3 separate regions of the Mus musculus genome follow, and all the other regions are linked to region 1. The links are chromatin contacts, called in public promoter capture Hi-C maps. All regions are on one chromosome and are shown on one strand. The core of a region is the stretch at or near the end of the contact, and the rest is flanking DNA. Distances in the headings are between cores, read along the strand shown. Region 1 holds the start of Zbtb3 (zinc finger and BTB domain containing 3). Region 2 holds the start of Tmem216 (transmembrane protein 216). Region 3 holds the start of 1700105P06Rik (RIKEN cDNA 1700105P06 gene).

What was found. Promoter capture Hi-C pulls out the DNA fragments that hold promoters and counts their contacts.
Region 2: a promoter capture Hi-C map of cranial neural crest shows a contact between it and region 1. A contact is called at or near these places in 1 of 39 promoter capture datasets (cranial neural crest) and 1 of 130 datasets of targeted methods (astrocytes).
Region 3: a contact with region 1 is called in a promoter capture Hi-C map of second pharyngeal arch cranial neural crest. A contact is called at or near these places in 4 of 39 promoter capture datasets (embryonic stem cells, hippocampal neurons, liver and 1 more).

What each region holds. Positions count from the first base shown.
Region 1 is chr19:8,799,412-8,804,432 of GRCm38.p6, forward strand. Zbtb3 (zinc finger and BTB domain containing 3) reads left to right here and starts at 3,137. Exons shown (of 2, transcript NM_001098237.2): 1 at 3,137-3,274; 2 at 3,563-5,021. The coding sequence starts at 3,614.
Region 2 is chr19:10,553,699-10,558,719 of GRCm38.p6, forward strand. Tmem216 (transmembrane protein 216) reads right to left here and starts at 2,065. Exons shown (of 5, transcript NM_001277860.1): 1 at 2,015-2,065; 2 at 1,365-1,466; 3 at 831-923. The coding sequence starts at 2,027.
Region 3 is chr19:7,380,247-7,385,267 of GRCm38.p6, forward strand. It overlaps 1700105P06Rik (RIKEN cDNA 1700105P06 gene), which reads left to right and starts at 2,757. Exons shown (of 1, transcript NR_045703.1): 1 at 2,757-3,315. It overlaps Spindoc (spindlin interactor and repressor of chromatin binding), which reads right to left and starts at 2,780. Exons shown (of 6, transcript NM_001033139.3): 1 at 2,426-2,780. The coding sequence starts at 2,555.

The DNA of each region.
Region 1 (5,021 bases), core at 1,887-4,386:
ATAAAGCTCTCAAAGAGGACCTGAGTTCAGTTACTAACACTAGCATTTCACAACTCCAGCTCTAAGGGGACCTGAAATCTTCTCGTAGCCTCAGAAGGTACCAGTACTCATAGGCTCATACTCACACATAGGTAGCATACATTATTAAGTACACATAATTAAAAAGAAATCACTTAGCTGGGCATGATGGCGCACGCCTTTAATCCCAGCACTTGGAAGGCAGAGACAAGTGAATTTCTGAGTTTGAGGCCAGCCTGGTCTACAGAGTGAGTTCCAGGACAGCCAGGGGCACATAAACAAGGCTGTCTTAAAAAACAAAACAAAACAAAAAAACCCCAAAAAGACAGCAAACAAACAAAAAGATTATGTCTGCAGGCATGCACTAGGCTTACTTTCTTTTCTATTTGAGGGACAGGGTTTTATTATGTAGCCATGGACGGCCTGGAATTTGTTTTGTAGAGGAAGCTTGCCTTGAACTTTTAACAATTCTCTTGCCTTTTCTTTTGAAGTCCTGGGTAAAGTGGAAGCTTAAGGTTTGTCAGTTGTGTTGGAAGGTATTTTGCTGGAGCTAACACGTGAAGGAGTGTTTTCCTGAAGTGGACACAGGTGAAAGAGTAAGGCAGACTCATGAAGGAACATTTAGTTGAAGCAGACACAGGAGAGAGATGTACTGCTAAAGCAAGCACATGAAAGGACACGTGATAAAGGATTCTTTGCTAAAAACTGGCATGTATTGGCCTGCCTTCCATTGCACAGTTGAGTTGAATTTGTCAGGACTCCATAGGGAGAAATGCACCAAAAAACTTTTGGTGGTGTGCTGCAGTTTCTTGCTGCTTCTTCGGACTTGGGCTGATTGGCAGAGTGATGTCAGGTAAGACAGACGCATGTGCTGCGTCAAGACTCATGGAGAACATGTGATGTTTGGAGAGAGTATAAGTAGGACTCAGTGGATGGTGATAGAGGCTGAGCTAGGCTTGCTTCTAGAGCTAGCTATGCAATGCTTGTAGGTCTCAAGTCTGCTTATCTCATCCCTGAGAGAGGCACAGCCTAGAACTTTTCGTAGTGTTCCTCCTGGTCCCACCTGCTGACTTGTGCCAAGGCTGAGGCCTGGCTGTCTCTGCTAGGTCGTTCCACTGCTACTGATTCATGTTTGCTATCCTGACTCTCCCAAACTGGACTGCTGGTGTATCCATGAAGTGTTTGCGAGTGGATCCAGCTGCTGCTGCTAACCAATAAACTGAACTGCTGATTTCTGGACAATATAGACAAGATACTAAGATACTAAGATATTATCAGGACTCAGATAATAGAGAGAAGCTCAGGAGTGTTAGGTCATCCTTGGATACAAGAGCAAATATGAGGACAGCCTGTGTTAAGTGAGGGCTTGTCATTTTAAAGGAAAAAAAAAAAGGAGAAGGTACAGGGTGGGGGAAATGTTTCTTCAATACTGGTCACCATTGACCTGCCTATAGCTCCTGCTGGTGAGACATTGGCAGGAGCACTCTAAGTTCCAAGACAACCTGTGCTACATGTGGAAATCCTCTCAAGCAAACAAGAAGTAGCTCAATTGAAAAAATAAACAAAACTCCATTCGTGGAACTATTTCCAGGGACTCATGGTGCAGCTCTGGTGGCCTAGAACTCACTATATTGACCAGGTTGACTTTAAACTCTCAGAGATCTGCCTGCCTCTATTTCCCAAGTGTTGGGATTAAAAGAGCACATCACCTACACTTGGGTTTTATGCTGTCCAGGCTGTGCTGAAAGTTTGTTGTTCCGGCTGGCCTTGAAGTTCCGATGCTCTGTCTTCTACCTCCTGAACATATTGTGGACATGCACAACCACATGTGTATTATGGGACCAAACAGGACTATCTTTGGAGGCAAACTACCATCCTCCTCAGAACTTTAGCTGGGTCTGCAGGCAGAAGACCACCTCAGCTGTGCTTGCTGACTGTTGACTTTCCCTTATAGGATGAGGGGCTGTGGAGGGTCATGAGACCCTCACTTGAGTATCCAGTCACTTCCCTCAACCAGTTCCCTAATTGCACATGACCCCAGGATCTCCAGGGCTGGGTGTGTGTGTAATATATATATTACATATATTACCTGATTGATATACATATATATATATATATATATATATATATATATATATATATATATATATATATATATATATATATATATATATACCCAGAATTCTATAGGTGGAGAATGACTTAGGGAGGGAGCTCCATCTATATGGCTACAGGAACATTATGCTGGGTAAACCCTTTAGCCAGGGACTTCTGAAGTGGCTCACCCACACTCCTGTAAGTAACCCCTCACCTAGGCTCTGTAAGAAAGGCCAATAAGTTCTCAGGGGCCCAAGGTACTAGTGGCATAGTACCTTGGTTTATCATTGGGACCTTACAGAAGAGTTTTTTGTTTTGTTTTGTTTTCTCTACTTATTGACTTTACATTCCGATCGCAGCCCCCCTCAGGGAAAAGATTTTAACAACACAGATATCCTTAGACTCTGTCCCATTTCTGTCCTTACTAGGGCTTGCCTAGAGAACAGTCCATCATCTTCATAGAGTTAGAGGTAGTTACTAACACCACTACTGAGCCTGAACTAGTGGCGCATCCTGTAATTTTCGAGGACCAGATCTGCAAGAGTGAACTGCACTTTTGGGAGGTGTGGCTTACTGCCCACTGTTTCGGCAGAGCTTGGTCTAGACGTGGGCCTACAGGTTATCACACCATTTTGTTATAGTTCTCCTTCTAGGTAGTCCGCAGCAGAAACAGGCTGTATACTCCCGAATACACTGCGTTACTGCCAACCTCGCCCCACCCAGGCGGGTAATTTCCCTATGGGAAACAGATGAATAAGTTCAGCCAATCCTGAGGTCTCTGAGGGAAGGCGGGATGAGGAAGAAAAGTTTAGGACAGGAGCAACAACCAATTGTGAGCCTCGACGCCTGAGCAATGGCAGGGATTGCCCATTTGGAGAAGCCGGTTATCGAGGGGCGGGGTAGCTCACAGTGAGCCAATCCACAACAAGAGAGGGCAAGCTTGAGCCAATTAAGATAGCGGAGGTGGGAAGAGGCGGAGCTCTCCTAGTAGCTGCTAGGTCGTGGGTGAGGGCTCAGCTTTCTCTGCTAGTTCCTACGTTGGGAGTCCTTAGCCTTGGAGTTCGAGAGGGAAAAGCGCAGGAAGTTCCGGGTCTGGGGCGTGAAGGCATCACCCGGGAAAGCTTGGGCGCAAAAGACAGTCCTAGTTGGAGGACTCATTGTAAGGCACCGGCTGAGAATCGAGGAAGCACAGGCTGCTTAGGGGGCGGGACTTCCGGGGGCAGGGCTTTTTTTCGAATAGGGGCGGGGACGATTCCTAAGGTTAGGCTCAGGGGGCGGAGCCAACAGGTCTTTGGGTGGGATAGTGGAAAAAGAAGGGCAGTTAACTGAAACATGGTTGGGGGTGGGGGACAGCATGTTGCCAGAGGCCTTGGGTGGTCAGCTCTATTTAAGGGCTGATGTGGAGGTTGCTATGGAAGTTACCTAATTTACTGTCCTTTCTTCCCAGGGAGTCAGTGGTAGGGAACTCTCTTGGGCACCCTTCCCTCCTTGGGGTGCTATGGAGTTCCCAGAACACAGTCAGCAGCTGCTTCAGAGCCTGCGGGAGCAACGGTCCCAGGGTTTCCTTTGTGACTGCACTGTGATGGTTGGTAGTACCCAGTTCTTGGCCCATCGGGCTGTGCTGGCCTCCTGCAGCCCATTCTTTCAGCTTTTCTACAAGGAGCGGGAATTGGACAAGAGGGACCTGGTGTGTATTCACAATGAGATTGTCACGGCCCCAGCCTTTGGGTTGCTTTTGGACTTTATGTATGCTGGCCAGCTGGCCCTTAGGGGAGATACTCCTCTAGAAGATGTGCTGGCAGCTGCCAGCTACTTGCACATGAATGACATTGTTAAGGTTTGTAAGCAACGATTGCAGGCCCGAGCTCTGGCAGAGGCAGACAGTACCAAGAAGGAAGAGGAAACCAATCCTGCTAGTCTGGAGTTTTTGTCAGGCAGTTCTCGAGGCCCACAGCCTTTACTGGCATCTGTTGAACCGTCAGCCCGCTGGAACAAAGAGGAATGGAAGGGTCCAGCCACTCCCTTACCCATTGCTCATCCTGCAGATGAGCCACCAGTATCTGGGGGGGCAGACACTACACAACCAAGCATGGAAGTTGACTCATCACATCTTCGGGCACCTCCTCCACCAGTGGCTGATGTCTCCGTCTCTCTTGCCAGCCCAAGTAGCTCTACAGAGACCATTCCTGTAAACTACTTCTCTTCTGGCCTTCCAGGAGTTTCGGTGGAGCCCTTGACTCCTCTTGATGTGGTTCCTGAGAGTCTGAGGGTGGTGGAACCAAGGGATACTGGAGGACCATTGCAAGGCTTCTATCCCCCAGCTCCAGCCCCACCCCCAGCGCCAGCCCCAGTTCTATCCCAGGCTCCAGCCCCAGTTGAAGCTGAACTGGTCCAGGTAAAAGTAGAAGCTATTGTGATCTCTGATGAGGAGGCTGACTTGTCAGAGGAACAGCCCCACAGATCTGAAGGGCTGTTCCCACCTGGAGGAGCAGTGTATGGGGGACAGCCCTCACAGGCAGAGGCTTTTGAGGAGCCAGGGGCAACAGGACTAGAGGAGGTGGGGCCAAGTGACCACTTCCTGCCTCCGGAATCTCATCTACCATACCATCTGCTGCCAGGTCCAGGGCAGTATCATCGAGGGCTGGTAACCTCACCCCTGCCTGCACCAGCAGCCCTGCATGAACCACTCTACCCTCCTCCTGAGTATGAAGCAGCCCAAGGGAGCTTTGGAAATTTTACAGAGGATGTTCCCACCTGCAAGACTTGTGGAAAGACCTTCTCATGTTCTTATACACTAAGGCGACATGCCACAGTGCACACACGTGAGCGGCCCTATGAGTGCCGCTATTGCCTACGAAGCTACACACAGTCAGGGGACCTCTACCGCCACATCCGCAAGGCTCACA
Region 2 (5,021 bases), core at 815-3,314, 1.8 Mb after region 1:
AATAATGACTTTTAATTAAAAAATATGTATATCACAAGCCAAATATGGATACTGTACTGTATAAATCTTTCTGACTAATGCCAATATATAAAAAAAAATTTTTTTACCTTATTTTTCTTGCTTTTCTTTACTAGGTTTGAGCACATTGGCAAGTGTTGTTATTGTTTTGGTGTTTTGTTTTATTTTTTTAGCTAGGATCTATTTAAGATCTATTTAACTACGCATCCCTGTCTGCACTGGAATTCATTATGTCTAATTGAATGCATAGCCATCCCCTTGTCTCTGCCAGAGGGTACTGGGATTAAAGGCATGTGCCACCATGCTCACCTTAGCAAGGTTTTTGGTCCTCTATAATGACTTTTGTGAATTGACTGTTAGTATCCCTTACCATTCTCTCCCTTAGGTTTGTATTTTCGCACTAGGATGATATATTCTAAGTAATCAGCAGTTTTGCTCTGTTCTCTGGTGTCTAGGAACTTCTAGAGAAATCCTTGTTTAGAGAAGCGGAGGGGATCTTGAGCTCTTTAGGAATGTACTGCTTTCCTCTCTCAGAGCAAGGAGAAGACGCAGGCACTCTTGTGGCACTCAGGCAGCTGGGAGGACTGGTCTAAGATCAGTGCTACTGCCCGCTTCTAGCCTCACTCACAAACACACAGGTAAACCTTGACCTAGAATATGAAGCGGCAGCTTGAAGCCTCAGGGAAGAAGCAATGGTATATACATTACCAGATCCACTCTGATAGTGAGCCTAGGTTCTTTGTCTTGTTAATCAAGTTACAGGCTCCAGCATGTCTCATAAGCAATGGAAATATTTTCTGAACAACACTCACCGAAAAACAATCGTATGACTTCAATGCCAAGATAGAGCAGCAGCATCACCACATCCAGGACTAAGTTGGCTGTTGGGTACGGCAACAGGAGCCCTACAGGAGGGAAAGCCAGAGTATGCACACACCACCTAGCTAACGGTCAGCCCCACGGCCCCACAAGGATGGACGGCCACAAACCCGGGACAAGGATACCAACCAGTCTTAACATCTCACAAATCAGCAAGGTATAGATTGTTACAGCTACAGGCTTTAAGTTTCCAAGTCCTGACTCTGCCAAATGACTGAATTATAATGGTACACAGATCTGAATATTTTAGTAAAGAGAGATGGGGAAAGAGTTGGGATGGAGAAACCCACATTTCTCAAACTCAAGTCTTGCTGAAAGACATCCTATTTGATCATTCTAAAGCCATTAGTTGGAGAGACTTCTGCCTTGCAATGGAGATGCCGCTAGGACCAGAAGATAGAAGGTTCTTGGAGTATGCTAAAGTGGAAAAGGGTTGCTGGGGCAGAGGCAGATAGGCCCAGGCTTACCTTTGTACAGGAAAATAAGGAGCTCCAGCAGGAAATAGGTAGCATAGTACCACCCATTCAGAAAGAACAGGACTTCCAGGGGGGTTGAGGACAATCTTTTATCTGAAAGAAAGCAAAACAAAGAATGGGCAGGGCAGCTAGAGCTCTACTCTGTTCTGTGTGAAGGTTCTTTGTAATCCGGAGAAATCACAAGATTATTGTGAATGAGGGAGAAACTTCTGATTGCTAATGACGTGAGTGTTGGTGTGGCAGGAACTGCCTTCAATCTCCTTTCTCAGGAATCACTTTGACATCTACTTCTCTGACAATTCAGCTATAATCACAGCTGAGAGGCACCTCAAATATTCAACCCTGTCACTTCTGAGGGGGAAATTGAGGCACAGAAACTAATTCTGTCCAAGGCGGGAGGATTCATAACTGAGCCATCCCAGAATAGGGCCAGCCGGGGATTTTTAAGAGTACGGTATTCGAGTACCCATGCAGGCACTCGGGGTGATCAGAACAACCCAAGCCCGATTTAGACAAGTGAAGAGTAAGACCCCGACTTTTAGAAATGGAGGATTAGGTCGAGCTCTGGAGACAGAGAGGTGGAGGGGGCTGGCAGGTACCCGTGGGATAAGGGGCAGAGACACACACCTCCAGAGTCTCACCTCGCGGCGCCATGTTCAGTCCCCATGGAAACTGCGTACACTGCAGCGCCCGGAGCAATGCGGCGCTGCCGGAAGCGCGGCACCGAGCCGCCCGGTCTTCTGGCCGCTCTGCCTGCCGGTGCTACTCTATGGTTACCCCACCGGCCGCGCCCATGCACAGAACAGCGCCAGCCGTCAACCACCTACAGTGGTCTAGGGGGAGGATGGGGTTTTAAACGACGGCAGAGAGACCAGAACACTTCTCCAGCTGAACTCTCTCCATCCCCGGCGTCATGGCGTAGGTCGTTAGTGGCCCGGTGTGGCCGAGTAGTTGGAGGATCGGCCCTGCGCCCACCATTCTCTTTTCTACTGCATGTGTTTTTTTTAAAAACACCCCATGCCACTGTCGTGCAAAAGGCTTACCTGGAGCCTATGTAAACACCAAAACCGTTGAAGATAGAATGTCCTTTCTAGGAGTACAAGGGAAAACAGCGGTGCTATAATGAGATTCTCCTGCGACCCAAAGAGTGCAAGGGTGTTGAAAGGAGACAGCGTCTGGCCAGTTGGAAATTGAGAAATGTTTCCAACAAGCTTGCGCTATGAACGAACCCTGGCCGCAATTTGAAGCAAGAGCGTGTTGTTGCAGGCAGGGGGTGAAAGAGTAAGATTTCTGAAAAGACTCCAGCTGTCAGCCCTTAGAGTATGGCAGTCAGTCAACAAATAACGGGAGAGAGTAAGTAACCTGTAATGAAAGTGCTATTTCCCTACCTAGTAGGAGTGTGGATAAAGGCAGTAATTGTTGCTTCTCAAAGCAGGTCCTCACTCCGGGAGAATAATTTAAGTAGAAGCCTCCCTCCATCACTCCCCACCTCCACCTCTGCTCTCCTTCCTCCTTCACTTCTGCTTGTGCCTTCCACTGCCTTATTCAGGTCTGGTTTAGTTTGGCTAGACAGGTCTCCTATGTAGGCTAGGCAGGCCTCAAATTCTCCTGCCTCTGCTTCCCGTCCAGTACAGGGGTTTCAAGTGGGTGTCACAATGTTCTGGCAGGTCTTAAATGGAATTCTAAGTTCCCACTAAAGGACCACGGCAAGGTGAGGTGATGGAGAAAGCCCTGGTCCCTGCACCCCATCTGAACTACCTTCATACACACCCCTGCTCTGAGTCTCAGAGGAAAGGAGGGTGGACCAGTTGCTTGTTTTTGTAAATTATGGGTCTTAAATCACTCTGCCTAAACATTTTGATATTGTATACACATATAGTTCTCATGCTACAGTGAAAAGTTTACCCATTGTCAACAGAGATGATATAATCTATAGCCTTAATATCACCTGGTTGGTTAAGAAAATGATGCTGTTTCATGTCAGGATGCCACAACAGCATAGGTACCAAAAGTGGACACAGACTAAGTCAGTAACCTGCAGGAACCTTAGAATATGCAGCTGGGTCTCCTGCCCTCTGGGGTCTAACCCAAAGCTTGGGGCTGCTAAGCAAACACTCCCCACTGGGCTTTATCTATAGCCGTGCTCTTACACACTTTTCTTTAGTAAGCCACAAATAAAACTCAGCCCCAGGCTGGAGAGACGGCTCAGTGGTTAAGAGCACTGACTGCTCTTCCTGAGGTCCTGAGTTCAATTCCCAGAAACCACATGGTGGCTCACAACTATCTGTGATAGGATCTGATGGCCTCTTCTGGTGTGTCTGAAGACAGCTACAGTGTACTCACATACATAAATAAATAAATCTTAAAAAAAAAAAAAAAGAAAAAGAAAAACAAAACTGAGCCCTCTACCTCTACAGAGGAAGAAAATTTCACTGTGGTAATTTGACCTACTTAATTGCCTAAGTACTCAATATCAAGGCCTCTCAGGGCCATGCACCATTGACTAGAAGTACAAGGGCTTTTAGGACCCAAGGCAAATTTATTCCACTCCATTGATCTTGCTAAATTAACACATTATGATGGCTATTCTTGGTTTTCAACTCGATCACATCTGTAATTGACTAAAACTCAAAAGGCCTCGGATTTTTTTTTTCTTCATTAAATCATTTGAAGTGAGAAGATCCACTTATTTTTTCCCATTTTTTTTGAGATTATAATATAATGACATCATTTCTTCCTTTTCCTCCTCCAAGCCATCCAATATACCCCTCTCTTTGCTCTTTCAAATTCATGGCTTCTTTCTTTCTCTCTTTCTTTCTTTCTTTCTTTCTTTCTTTCTTTCTTTCTTTTTATTTTTTTTTAAGATTTATTTTTTTAAAGATTTATTTATTTATTATATGTAAGTACACTGTAGCTGTCTTCAGACACTCCAGAAGAGGGCGCCAGATCTCATTACAGATGGTTGTGAGCCACCATGTTGCTGGGATTTGAACTCAGGACCTTCGAAGAGCAGTCAGTGCTCTTACCCACTGAGCCATTTCTCCAACACCCAATTTATTAATTTATTATGTACATTGTTTTGCCTACGTATGTGTCACTGTGCCAGAAGAGGGCACCAGACTTCATTGTAGATGGTTGTGAGCCACCATATGGTTGCTGGGAATTGAATTTAGGACCTCTGGAAGAGCAGTCAGTGTCAGCGTTCTCATGGTTCAGCCCCCCTCCCCCATGACTTCCTTTTCATTCATTATTATTACAGGAATATATGTACATGCACATACATATATATTTCTAATTATAACCTTGATCTGTAAAATATTATTTGTATGTATCTTTTCTGGGCTGACCATTTTGTATTTAATAACTAACTCCTGTACTCTCCCATGAGGAAGACTATTCCTTTAATTTAAAACAACTTTTAAGGGCTGGAGAGATGGCTCAACAGTTAAGAGCACTGACTGCTCTTCCGTGGGTCCTGAGTTCAAATCCCAACAACCACATGGTGTCTCACAACCATCTGTAATGAGATCTGATGCCCTCTTCTGGAGTGTCTGAAGACAGCTACAGTGTACTTACATATAATAAATAAATCAATAAATCTTTTTTTTTGGGGGGGGGGTGTTCGAGACAGGGTTTCTCTGTGTAGCC
Region 3 (5,021 bases), core at 1,507-4,006, 1.4 Mb before region 1:
TGGCCTCCAAAAGACTCATACTCATGAATGCTTGGTCCATGGATAGTGGAACTGTTTGAGAATTAGAAGGTGTGGTTTGTAAGAGGTGGTGGATCTCTAGGCTTTGAGCTTTTAAATGCCGAATGCCATTCCCAGTTAGTACATATGCTCTTTCTCTCTGCCTCCCCCAGTTACCGCCTGTTCTCTCTCTGCCTTGTGCTTGTGGAACAGGTTAAGCTCTCAGCTATTGCCCCAGAACTATGCCTGCCTGCTGTCATGCTTTTAGTTATGATGGTCATGGACTCTAACCCTAAACACTCAACTTTAAAAAAACCCAAAACTATAGTTTTGGTGTTTTGAGACTGGGTTTTCCTATGTAACCCTGGCTGTCCCTGGGCCTCAAATGTTAAGATTTAAAGGTGTATGCCAGGAAGTCCCATAAACACCTTTTGTTTATACTTTGCATTGGTCATGGTGTTTGTCACAATAGAAAAGTAACTAAGACAAAAACAAAACAAAACAAAACAAAAAAACCAACACCTTATTTTTTCTTTTAGAAAACATTATCTCATCCGGGGGTGGTGGCACACGCCTTTAGTCCTAGCACTTGGGAGGCAGAGGCAGGCAGATTTCTGAGTTCGAGGCCAGCCTGGTCTACAGAGTGAGTTCCAGGACAGCCAGGACTATACAGAGAAACCCTGTCTCTGTACCAAACCAAACCAAACCAAACCAAACCAAAACTATCTCACTATAGCTCTGGTTGGCCTGCAACTATATAGACTAGGATGACCTGAAACTCCCAAGTCTGCCTGCCTCTGCCTCCTGAGTGACAGAATTAAAGATGTGCACCACTGTGCTGAGCCCAAAGAATAATACTTTGAACTCATCCACTTTCTCATACTCTAGATGTTCTTAGAACCTTGAGCTAAGCCAAGAGGCTTCTAAAATCTTTCCACTTGGTCTTCTAAGCTCTCTTTCATTCTTACTAGAGATACTTTTCCTAACAAGAGAAACAAATTCTAACTAGCCTCTCATTTCTCTTTATCCCCATTCTGTAGTCTCTAAACGAACTGATTACTGGGCAGGGAGAAGACTGGGCTAGTAAGAGCTCTTACTGCCAACCCTGATGAACCAAATTCAATGCCACAGTGCTGTGAGAACTGACTCCCAAGAGTTGCCCAGATCTCTTCATACTTGACGCAACTGACAAACAGACACAGGCACAGACACACACAACAAAGAGAACTCACTGCCACCTAACATACTATTCGATATTTACCTGCTGGCTACCACTGGATGCACACTTAAGAGCAGGGTTTCACTTACCCTGGTCCCTACTGTTTACCATTCTCAGCTCTGCCTGAAGCTATATGCTTGGCATATAGCTGCCCACTAAAGCTGAAGAATGAACCTCTGTAGATGTCTACTTCCCTCTCACAGTGATGAAGCCATCTTGGTTAAGCACTCTATAAACCAGCACAAGTAAAAAATAACCTGTGTGATGCACCAAACAGTGAGAGGAATGTGCCCCACCCCCCAATTTCCTAACCTTCCCTCCCATCTCCAAAAATGAGTTAAAGAAACACAATGACCAATTTGGTTCTCAATCTATTCTGGGTACTGTCATGCTTAAGGGAAACAGGTATTCCACCCTAAGGAAATATTTGCATTTTTCATGACTAATTATCTTCCACAAAGGTAGCTCTTTGTTTTCTCCTTTGGACCAGAGAGGCTGGGGAAGGAGGACGGGAAGGGAGAGCAATGTATTCCCAGATTGTCCCTCAAACACCTCCTTTGGTGACTAATCTCCATGTAGATGACATGGCTTGTTACCCACCCCCAAGCAAGTCCCGCTTTTCTCAAACGGGGTGCTACTAGCAATTCCATTCAAATGCCGGGTTTTAGACTTGACACCTGTGGCTCCTGAAACAGAAGGCCTAGAGGATTGAGGACGGGTGGAGGCTTCTACTTACTGGGTTATTTCCCCTCTCTGGAGGTCGCCAGCCGCGCCAGCCTTCACCTCCGTTATCACTACGGGGGACTAGCCTGGGGCCTAGAGGCCTGGTCGCCCCTCGGCCTAAGAAACAGACCGGAACCGGGAGACAACAGCCGGGCACAAACCACTGTACTGGGAATCCGGCCTCTACTCTGGGCCCGAGGGGGCGCAGGGAACCGGAAGACCTGAACCGCTCCTTCGGTGTGGATGGAAGTCTCTAGACCCTGAGCGGGGGAGGGGCGGCGGAGGAAGGGGGGCTCCGAGAGGCCTGGGATTCCAAACCCGGTGGGGGAGGAGCGAGGGCGCCGTAGCCGCGGACCGGACAGGGAAGGGCCCTCTGGGGCTGCAGATGCCGGCCCAGGGAAGCGCCTGGGGACCGGGAACCGGGGACCGGGACCTGGAGATCTAGTCCCGGACCACCAAGCGGAAGTGAGGTGTCCCCCCCCTCACCTCGGAGCATCGGCTCGGGCCGCGGGATCACGGCCACCACCACGGCCTCGTCGTCATCATCCCCTTCCTCACACTTGAGCGTCACCTCGAAGCAATCCAGAGCCGCGGCGCCCTTGGCTTTCAGGGCCATGGCGAGGCGAAGAAGGGCGACCGGATAGCCGAGGACGTTCGCACAGACCTCGGCGCACCGCCTGTGGCGGCCGCCTCCTGCCCCGGACCACCCCGGGCCCGCGGCTCGCCTAGCTCACCCGCCGCTCGCCCGGCCGCCCCGCCAGCCACGGGCTTCAACGCGTCACGACCCCGGGCGGGGAGGGTTCGATCCGGGGCCCCCAACCCCGCCGCTCCCTTTTATGGAGGCTCATTGTCAGCGTCCGTCCGGCAGTCCCGCCTCCAGACCAGGCTGGCCAATCACGTGAGGACACGCCCCCTAGCCCCGCCCCAGCCACAGGTCTGGGCCAGAACCCTGTGCAGCGCGTTTGTCTCTGGCCGGTTTGCTCGGCGGCGAAGCCTGGAGTTTTCCTGGGAGCGGCGCCGGCAGCCTTGGAGACCCGGTAGGGCATCCCCACCAATGGCTGGAGGAAAGGGCTGCTCGGCATCTTACTTCTTGGCTTTCCCCTGACTAGCTGCCTGCCTGGGAGGCAACACAGACGAGAAAAGACCGGTGGGGATGTGTGAAGGATACATAGGCTCAGAAGTGTGGAGACATCTCTTCTAATTTCTTTGGGCCTCGTTCCTTTCTACTAGCACATACGCTTTAGGGAAAGAAAAATCACTTTGGATCCTCCTAAACAAAGATTCTAGAAGATGAAGAGGACAAGAGTGGCGTGTGGGCGTGTGTAAACCGCTTCCGATGGATATAATTTACGTTAAAAACAAAACAAAACAAAAAACGTGAGTCCAGAGAGTGTGGCCTTTTCCCAGGACACAGCAAATCCCCTGAGAGCCTCCAAGACCGGGATCCGGTTGCTATGGCGCTGCTGCCTGGCATTCGTGCCTGAGTGAAGACTGTCACAATGGGCACTTACACTTCTGCATAACATCCCCTCCCCACACACATACACACACCAGACACGCTAGATTTCAGCTGAGAAACGGCAAAAATGTCTGGCACTCAAAATTCTGATTTTAAGTGCTACCAACAGTAATTATCAGCCCAGAAACAGTAATTGTGGATGATGTAGGAGGCTAGGGGACAGAAGAGAAACAGTTCACTTACCGTATATTGTGTGTGTGTGTGTGTGTGTGTGTGTGTGTGTGTGTGTGTGTGTTTGTGTGTGCGCGCGCGCCCTGGGCATACCCACCCCCCCCCCATCCACTGCATAACCAGCTTTTATTTTGTTGAGATAAGGACTCACTTTCATGTCAGTCTGACCTGGAATCTGTGTAACCCTGCTTGCCCCAAACCTTTTCCTCCTCCCTCCATTCCCCTGGCACAAGGATTAAAGGTCTGAGCTGACACCACATACAGCAGCCACAATAGAAAGAACTGAGGAAATTTCTATTACTTTGAAATGTACCCAGTACTAAAAAGATACTCCAAATCAAGCAATTTCCTAGGCCTGGATAGTTCTTACCTAAAGGCTGTTCTTTGCTTTTTGCCCAATGCCTCTGGGTAGGTAGTCTGTTCTGTTTTTGCAGTGGGCTGGCTACAGGACTCAAGCTTCCGGGAGATTGTGACTAAGGCCTGAAAGGCAAGAAAAAGAAAAGCCTGTTATTTCCCTCCCTCTGTCCCTCCTGAGTTCTAACTCCTCCTGAGCAGGTGAGGCTGTGTCTCCAGTGTCTTTGTGAGTCCTTGGTTTGTGTCACTTCCCTGTTGGGCTTCCAGCCCTTCTGTCACCCTGTCACTTGGGTCACCCTGTGGTTCCTATTTCTTGTTTGATTCCAAAGCGATGGGTAGCCCTAGTATTGCACCAGATTCTTATTTAATTATATATATTTGTTTTCTTATGGGTTGTGCACCAGAGTACTTGTCTGAAGGCTAGAGCAACAGCTTCGGGGAGCTGGTTCTCGTCTTTGTGTGGGCTCTGGGGATTGTACACTGGTTTGTCACTAGCCCTCTACCATATACTTAATAGACTAGTTCTTTGGCCATCACGAGTGTAAGTGACAATTTTGGAATTTTAGTTTCTTTGGGAAAATAAAACACAAAAATATAAGAATACTCCAGGCAGTGGTGGCCCACGCCTTTGATCCCAGCACTAGGGAGGCAGAGGCAGGCAGATTTCTGAGTTCAAGGCCAGCCTGGTCTACAGAATGAGTTCCAGGACAGCCAGGACTACACAGAGAATCTCTCTCATATATATATATATATAATTTTAATCCCAGGTGTGGGATATGGGGCTGCTTCGATTTGTCCACAGCAGCTGACTATGGTTTGCCTCATGCTCTAGCAGGGGTGTGATTTTGTCAGCTGCAAATAGTTTCTGCATTTATGTGACATTTGGAATTCTGAGGATTTCTGAGAGGGTATATAAATGGTAGGGTGGAATTTGTGGTGATAGTGGTGGAGGAGGTGGTGTATAGTTGGGGAGTTGTCAGTTGGTTTTTGGTCAGTTTAAGTAGTCCCACACAAAGAAGAAACGAGAAATTAGATATC